2 separate regions of the Bombyx mori genome follow, and region 1 is linked to region 2. A link is a contact called in public Hi-C data. All regions are on one chromosome and are shown on one strand. The core of a region is the stretch at or near the end of the contact, and the rest is flanking DNA. Distances in the headings are between cores, read along the strand shown.

Region 1 (4,299 bases), core at 1,545-4,044, 59 kb after region 2:
GTTCTAGTAAAAATAAATATCGAAGTTCAATCAAACCATTTCAATAATTATAAAAAAAGTAACAAATATATACTACAACTTTCGAATAAGTATACGATTACAACAGCCGAAATATTAAAAAACCTTTATGTGTGAACGATGTCTTTGTCTACAGTCAAACCTGGATAAGCGAGAACTGGATAAGTGAGAAAACTCTATAAGTGAGAGTAATAGCCAGGACCCGTCATTTTAAGCTCCCAAAACCTCTATTAGCGAGAAACAGAAACCTGTGTAAGAGAGAGTCATTTTTCCCTCATGGACCTCCGTAAGTGAGACTGTTACTTATCTATACCTCTATAAGCGACAGTCGAGCTTTATTTATTTATATTATTTAGGAGGAACAAATGATAAAACAAATTACAAATTTAACATCTGCTATTTTATGACTCATTCTTAACTTTCGTGGAACTTCCTACCATTGTTTTTGTATTTTTTTCTCGTCAATATTGAACCTATTCTATTTCGTGGAACTAAATAACATTGTTATTTTATCGCATTCTTTTCGACTGGACAAGTGTGCCTGTGTACCGTCCTGTTCGTCGGCCTTACTCAGTTTATCGTTAATCAATTGCGAAGGAAAGTTCTGTTCTGCATCATGTCAAAACGGAAAATTAAAGTACTGTCATTAAGTGATAAACTTAAAATAGTGAATGCGTTTGAATCCGAAAAATCGCGAAATGAAATTCAGAGGGAGCATTAGCGAGAAACTCGGGTTAGTGAGAAACCTCTATAAGCGAGAATGAGATTGTGCTCCCTTGAACTCTCGCTTATCCAGGTTTGACTGTATTTGATATGTTCCGTCACAATTTCAAGCGGAAGGCGGTAACAGTTCAGAAAAAAAAAAACGCAACTTGGTGCACGTGAATGAAGTGAAACTTCTTTTTCGATATTTATTATTGTGGTTTTCTTCACTTTTCATCCTTATATCAGATTGTCCTTTTAATAGGGAATGCTGTGTATAGGAAATGCGACATCTTCAACATTTATATTATAATATATATTTTAAATTATAGATAGAAAAATAAATACTTATATTTTTTTATTTTGAAATACATCAATAGAATATTGGACGCTACTCGCAACTTTTTTTTTCCTACCTATGCTGATAGCCTTGAGAGGCTATTTCAGCTTCACCCTAACGTTTGTAGGTGAGCTCACGGGGCTCAAACCGGAGAGATGCTAACTAGTAAGAGCAGTGCTTCGCAGAATCTACCACCGGATCGGAAACGCGACCCACTGAGAAGATCCGGCGAGAAACTCAGTGGGCTGTGTCTATGGGTTAATTCGCTCGTCGAGCCCTTCGTCGCAAGCAACGGGTTCGACGAGGACGGTGACCGGTGCTTGTGGTGCCTAAAAACACCGTTAATGGATCAGGAAGATCCATAATGACGTGCTTTGGGTGACGTCGACGGTTTACCATACGGTCTACAGGGTCGGGTATGTAGTTTCCAGCGGCCACGACAAGAGGGTTATTATATCGTGCCGCCTTCTCAAAATGGCGCAACGATGCCGACTGTAGATACTTACTAACGGAATCGAGCTCCAGGTCATCGTGGAGATCCACGTTCCTCAGGAACCATGGCGCTCCGACGGAGTCGCTACTAACGCTCGCGCTGGTCTGTAACAAGGTATACTACGCGTATGTTCGAGTGCCACACATTCACTCTCGCTCTCTTTCTTTCAGTATGGTAGCGTTAAGCGTTTAACGCAACGTTGACGGAAGCTTTTTTTTTTTTATTGCCTTTGTAGGCAGACGGGCATACGGCCCACCTGATGGTGAGTGGTTACCGTCGCCCATGGACTTCAGCAATGCCAGGGGCAGAGCCAAGCCGCTGCCTACCGAAAAGTTGCATTAGAAGTTTCACTTCAAAAATTTTTTTTACTTTACGCAGAGAATTTGAATATTTCAGGGCAGTCAAGTACATTATTTGACCTAATTAGTAAGTCATATTATCATTTTATACCGTTAGCGCTCATGATCACTAAGTGTTTAGTAGGGAATGTTACTAACATTAGCAGGTTTATTTGGGCCACTACACTCCCTTTGACAACCAATGCCCTACGTTCCATGTCCATGTCCATCTTTTAATTCCTCAGTTACAATGTGCCCTAAATATTTTAACTGGGTTACTCTTTGTACAGGTTAGCCACAGAGGATTACAGGCGGGACATGAGGCGGTCTTTTGCTTACACCTCTGAACATCAACAGCTCACTTTTACTTGGGTTATATTTTAGGCAATGATGCTCGGCATAGGATTCACATATGGACAGCAACTTTCTTAACTCACACATTGATAGAATCAGCAGCACCATCTTATCTGCTTTAATAAAGATATGATATAGATGTGATAGAAATACAATTCTACAACCTATTCAACGTTACCAACAATTCTACGTTAATGCTTAATGTGTTTAATTAGCTTAATCTGTATATTTAATTAATTTCAGGTGCTTCGATAGTTTGCTTTTCTTTTTGGAATGGTTGCATTGAGTAAGTTATTTAAACTAGTCGTTTGAAGAAATAATAAGACAATTACTAAAATATGCATACCAACTAAAATGTGCACAGAAAGATCACTCAGGTTTCCAGTACAGGTTGCGTACAGTATAAACCAGACGAAAAGTTTTCTTTTAGTTATAAGGTTGATCCTTCTAGAATAGCAGTTTTTGTAGTTCCTCTAGAAAAATGTTAGTATAACCAGGCCATAAAATCTTTAAAAAAATTATGGCAATCTATAATCGTTATGTCAATGTCAGGATTGTCAATTATCACCGCTGTCAGACACTGGTCTTTCGGAGATGGGGAATTTGTCAATAAATCTAAAGCCTAATTTTATGGGTTTATTAAAATGTTTAAACAGTATAAATTGGTTTATTGTGTTTTTTAGTCTAATTAATTTATCCATGTGCATTTATGAGGATCAAATCGGGAAGTTTGACTGGTAACTATGCATTTTAGGTTATGCCCCTTGTATGACATCGTTAGTTTTCAAGGATTATTTTTCTAATAAAATTAACCTTTTCAGGCGCCAAAGCTATGTTGGGCGTATAAAGTTCGCCCAATTCGATACGGTTTCAACCGCCAGGAAGATAATAGTAGCGACCGAAGAGAATGTTTTAGCTGCACTCAATCTGAAGACAGGTACGCCGATTTTAATTATTCGAAACTTTTAAAAAATAATTTTTAGTTCAAAACACGGTATTGATAGATATCTGCATCAATAAGTTCACAGTATTCGTTGATTTTATGGTTGAATACTTAAAACATGATGTAGTCAGTCATAGTTTTAAAATTGCTATAGTCAGGGCTCCACCGATTCATTAGGGTATATATAGTGTGTATGTCCTATGGTTTTGATAAGAACCCATACTTAAATCTTACTGTTTATTGTCCCTATCACTATTTATGATAACTTGATTACTTAAATTTATTGATTATGCATTATAAAATCAACACAGTTAAAACATATTAATTAATAACTATAATTATGCACATGTCTTGTTTCAAATACACCTAAATTTTTATTGCTTAGGAAAATCATAGATTAACTAATCTTATTAGGTAGCAGTCTGTTTAGTAGGATTTAGAGATACCAGAGCTTAGTTATCAGTTACCTGGTTGAGTAATGTAGGCCTACAATAGCACCACCCTGTCTTTTTACTAACTCAATCATTTACAGAATAAAAAAAAAAAATGCCAACCTCTTTGAATTTAAATAATAACATTCTCTCAGTGCTCTTTTTGTATCATATTCATTAAAGCTGTACTAGCATAAGTGAGGTACCTATCCAAGTGAGCTCACAAAATTATTTATCACTAGTATATATGCAGTTTTTTGGTAAAAAATAAAATTGGAAATTTAACGGCTGTTAAAACTATACACTCAATAAACTCAATTTATATTCAATATTCAAACTCAACTCATATTTTAAAATTTAACAGGGCAGGTAGTGTGGAGGCATGTGTTTGAGAGTACATCTTCTGGCAACATCCAGTTGCTGCATCTATCAGATCAAATAATCACCGTGACGGGCTCCAATCCTTATCTCGTTAGGGGATGGGACTTGAGTACTGGTACGTAAAAATATTTAATTGGCTTTTTAGGGGTGATGATTCTTTTGCAGACTGAAAGGGAAATGAGTGTGTCAACTGGGCCATCAGTATCATTTATTTTGCTTATATTTAATTCTACACAAGTATTTCAATTTCTAAAACTGTGTCTATAGGACCGAAACAAATCAATCATTATTATATGGAT
Region 2 (4,704 bases), core at 1,337-3,836:
GCTCGGGCAATAAAAAAAAACAAGGACGACCAATAAAATATTAGGGACAATTTGGCAAGCATTCGGTTAAAACAGCATTTTGTAGGCGAACTTTAAAACGGATAGTTTCCTTGTTGAACTAAGTTATCGAGCAACATGGACCCGTAAAAGATTGCAGAAAGGATTTTTAGATCAAACTTTACTTTTTGAAATCTTTCCTTAGCTGAAAATAATAAAAAGTCTGTACAATAATCATAATGTAATGGCGAATGTGTTCATAACAAAACCGCACATTACCGAAAAATTTGGTCAGAGACAAGTTATTTATGAAATAACCATAGAGTATGTTTTTGAAAATATAACGAAGAACTGAACAACTCAACACTCATGAGTAAAATTCAATAATAAACGAAATCGTTAATGAGCATCATCAAGAAATACTATTCAAAGTAATAAATAGTTTGCTCCTCGAGTTTCGTTAAGAGTATAAGCTATTTATTGTATAAGTCCGACATCCCGTTGAACCGTATAATGGCTTATAGAGTCAGGAGCGAGCTGGAAGTTGAACCAAAACCACATTCCCCCCCTTCTGGTAATTCATTAATAAAGTCCTTAATTTAGTTATAGGTACTAAATATACGACGAGATATATGATGGTTCTCATTGCGTCTTTGAACTTTTTAGAATTACTAGCTGACCCGGCAAACCTTGTTTTGCCAAACCTATAAATTATTTTTGGGATAATTTTTTTGTGTGGACCATCTTAACATTTAGGGGTGTGAAAAATAGATGTTGATCAATTCTCAGACCTATCCGATATGCCCACAAAATTTCATGAGAATCGGTTGAGCCACTTCGGAGGAGTTTGGCAACAAACACCGCGACACGAGAATTTTATATATTCGATTCAGATATATTTTATTTAGAGGCGTTGTAGAGTCACCGATACTATAGTACTATTGTACCCTACTTTTTTTAAGTAAACAAACTCTTATATGTTCTGTAAAGCCTCATTCACAAGTGACGTTCCAATCGCGACATCAAAATCACCAGCTACCCGCATACGTAACGCAAAATGGTCGGCATCGTCTAAAAATATTCAAATACCTTCTATCTAATTAAAATACGCATTTTAATCTATTATCTACTTAACGGTTACATTCCTATAATACGAAAATAAAAATAAATACGGCAACACTAACTGCATTTTTAATGTCGACTTTCGGCTGGCAACGATAATAGTCTTCGCAAATTTAATTATCGGTCCAAAACCAGGCTTGTTAGTAACCCGCACTCTTAAACTTTGTATAGTGTACGGTAATATTATATATTATTGCGTTCATTGATAATAAAGCGTGTGATAAGTGTCAGATAAAACAAATGTGTGAGATGAAGGGAAGGGACTCTTCGTTAATGCGTAAAGTTACAACACCCTGTATGTTAGTTAGTGATATTTAAAACGACCGATAACAGTAGTGCTATAGATCATTACGCAAATTAAGCGGTCACACATCAACAATTACGACATTTTCTGCCATAATTTTGCAAGCATTTACACACACATTTATCTGAATCGCGCGAGTGGACAAAAACCTCAGACATTTTTTTCGTTAGTAAAAGTGTTGCCAGAATTCAGTTCCAAGAATCCTGTAAAGGCATCTACTTTTAAGATTATTGGATATTCTCGGCAGTTTCCTCAAAAATATTACATGCTCTCTCTACAACATGCCGTAGCGTAATAAGTTTCACGCTAATCGTCGCTAAGTCCGTGTCTGTGTAATTCCTTCTAGATACTTAGCACCAAATTCCAATTATAACTACTAAAAAAAATTACTAAACATGGCAACACAATATCGTTACCAGAATAAAAAAAAACTACCAAATACTTTTACAAGAAAAAAAACGGTTGAACGAAACAATCAGGTACCTATTTCTATGCAACTATTTAGTTTACATAATCTACCAATCTATGGAACATATAAAACATTCGTCTAAGTCAGCGGTCGGGGAACCGGGGTAAATTACCCCAAATGAGATAAAATGAAATTTTGGGGGGTAAAAATGAAGCTTTTGTGAGTAGAAAGTATATATTGAAGTGAAACTTCTTTAGAATCGTGATTTCAAACTCGATGAAACGAAATAAAATGAAACGAAAAAATAATATTTTTTTTAATAATTATCATGGGGTCTATAATATGAAAGATGCTAAAAAGAAGCGATTGCGTTTTTTTTGTTCTTTGCCACAGGGTAATATTAACTTACACAAAAATATTTTGGGCTAATAATTAAAAAAGTTCCCCGAACGCTAGTCTAAGTTATAATAATAAAAAATTAGAATAATAAGAAATTTGGAATAATTCAGTTCTGTCGGTACCTGAGTGCCTCCGGTTAGGTCGTAGTAAAGTGAGTTGGCTCCTAGGCCGAGCTCGTCGTCCTGAGTGAGGCATTCACCAAGCGGGTCAGTAAGTCTTCTTAATACAAACGTTGCAACAACATTACTAGTGTTATTCAAGCGTTCCGAGCGACGGAGACGCTGGGGGGGTCACTTACAAAGCAAAGCACTACTACATGGTGGTGACAAGCGCGGCGAGATGATAAGCGGTGCCAACGAGGAATGTCAACGGACACGAAGCGCTAGGGGAGACGGGCGTGTTAGTCGGAGCGGCCTCAGCCATATAGACCTGATGGTGGCCCCCCGCGGCCCCCGCGAGCACGTCCGTCCGCCTTAGTATAATCACCACCGTCAGGCCTACACACTACCGTTTTACCGAGTCACTAACTCCATTCGAGGACAGGATTCAACAAAATCATTAAAAAGAAAAAAATTAAACTATTGATGATAAAAATTTGGCAACTCAAAAAAAATAAATCAATAGAACAATGATGAGTAGAGCGAGGAGCGACTAGTGACTAGTAAATAAGTGATAACATTAGTGAGTGTGTGTGGGGACCCACCGGCTGCGGTCTGTTGGGAGGCTGGCGGACGGCGGACGGTTGCGGCGGCCCCGCGTAATCAAAATAGAACTCATCGTACCGGTAAAACGGCTCATTGTAGCCACCTCGGTAATCACCGTATCCGTAATAGTCGTAATCATAATCTATAAACACACAACACAGGCCTTTTAGAGGCTAAGCTATACTAACGCTAACTTACAAGCTAGGGGGGCGGGCCCCTCCGCTCGGGAGCTACATGCATGGCCTACGTCCTCTTCGTAACACACACAACAATTACAAACTCGGATCGTCAGCAGACGACGCGGCCCACCACCGTGCCCTACTACCAGACACTTCTGAAACCGAATAAGTACATCAACTCCAAATGTTGCGTTCAAATGACGTTTTAGATATAAAAGCATGCGGTTCGGGGGGGTCAAGCTGTAAGTAATGTTATGTCGTTTAAATGATCGGTGCAGTTATACAGTTAGCCCTTCTAAATATAGTTTTAGGGAGTGAAACGTTTCTTCGGTTTGTCTATGAATTGCGTTAATCAGACACGCAGAGGTCGATCTAGCCAAGTCCTACGTCGGCTGGGCGGGCGCGGGTCGGCAGCGTTAGTAAGGGATGAGTGGCAGTGTGCGAGTGTCGCGCGGGGACCACACCGTGTTCACAGTTGGATAGTGTGAGTAGTGGCGGAGGGTGAGAGAGCACGTGTGTCGTCACATCGGTTAGTCGTTAAGTCCGCGGGCGACAGATGTCGCTGGCGGCGTGGTGCGTGCGGCACTGACCGTAGTCGGGGCGGGCGTGCTGCGGGCGCGGCGCCTGCTGCGGCGTGCGGCCCCGCATGGCGTGCGGCGGCGAGCACCCGCACCAGTCGAACCTGCGCAGGGCGAGCTCGTCAACGTCCCTCGACGATACAAATTCTCCAAATGCCATTTTAAATCATGCCTCATTTTTTTAACTGAATTCAGCCGAAACTTCACAAAAACTTATCAATTTTTTTATTGCTTATATGAGTGGACGAGCTCACAGCCCACCTGGTGTTAAGTGGTTACTGGAGCCCATAGACATCTACGATGTAAATGCGCCACCCATCTTGAGATAACAGTTCTAAGGTCTCAAGTATAGTTTCAACGGCTGCCCCACCCTTCAAACCGAAACGCATTACTGCTTCACGGCAGAAATAGGCAGGGCGGTGGTACCTACCTGCACAGACTCACAAGAGGTTCTACCACCAGTAGAATTAAATTCTTTGATAAACAACAAGCCAGAACTTTAAAGTTTGTGTGAAATTTTCAATCGACGCACACAAGACAAAATCAACGTATTTTAATCAACAGCTTTAAAGCTTTTAAAATAATTATTACGACCAACGCAAACAAGACTTTGTCTCGGCAGCGACATCCAATACTCAATTCGCCAGTTTTATATTCTCAACCAGAAATGATGGATTCCGGAAATCCATCATCTCTCGTGTCAATATCAAAACACCAAAGCACAAGACTGACGTCTAGAGCGGCACGTAAATAAAAAACTTCAGAGGTGTCAAGGGACACCCGGATGGAACGAAGTTCCTTTCGATTAATTAGTGAAGGAATTGTAATTTTTTTTTAAAGTTATAATAATAAATTACGGCATTATGAAGAAGAAAAAAACAATACTATGAACTAAATTACTATTGTTGAAACGCTATCTCGAGAATACGCGGACCAATCGGATACGAGCAATGTCACGCGATAAGCGCCTACACGTTGATTGGTCAGAATGACGGATCTAAAAAGTGTCGTG

Evidence for each region. Hi-C and Micro-C count contacts between places; a contact is called where the count stands out from the background.
Region 1: a contact with region 2 is called in a Hi-C map of whole pupa, with 2.2 times the contacts expected there. The contact joins the promoter of LOC101742821 here to the enhancer-like site in region 2. A contact is called at or near these places in 4 of 7 Hi-C or Micro-C datasets (middle silk gland, midgut, posterior silk gland and 1 more).

The regions. Positions count from the first base shown.
Region 1 is chr6:13,913,655-13,917,953 of ASM3026992v2, forward strand. It overlaps LOC101742821 (ER membrane protein complex subunit 1), which reads left to right and starts at 2,795. Exons shown (of 16, transcript XM_004923506.5): 1 at 2,795-2,982; 2 at 3,067-3,182; 3 at 3,984-4,115. The coding sequence starts at 2,840.
Region 2 is chr6:13,854,630-13,859,333 of ASM3026992v2, forward strand. It overlaps LOC101735454 (heterogeneous nuclear ribonucleoprotein Q), which reads right to left. Exons shown (of 15, transcript XM_062669163.1): 11 at 3,705-3,796; 12 at 2,935-3,077; 13 at 2,354-2,413. Among protein-coding and RNA genes, the nearest start is that of LOC134199069, 11 kb to the left of the region's middle. Within about 2 kb of position 2,587, at least 4 of the 8 cell types and tissues checked have open chromatin away from gene starts, as enhancers often do.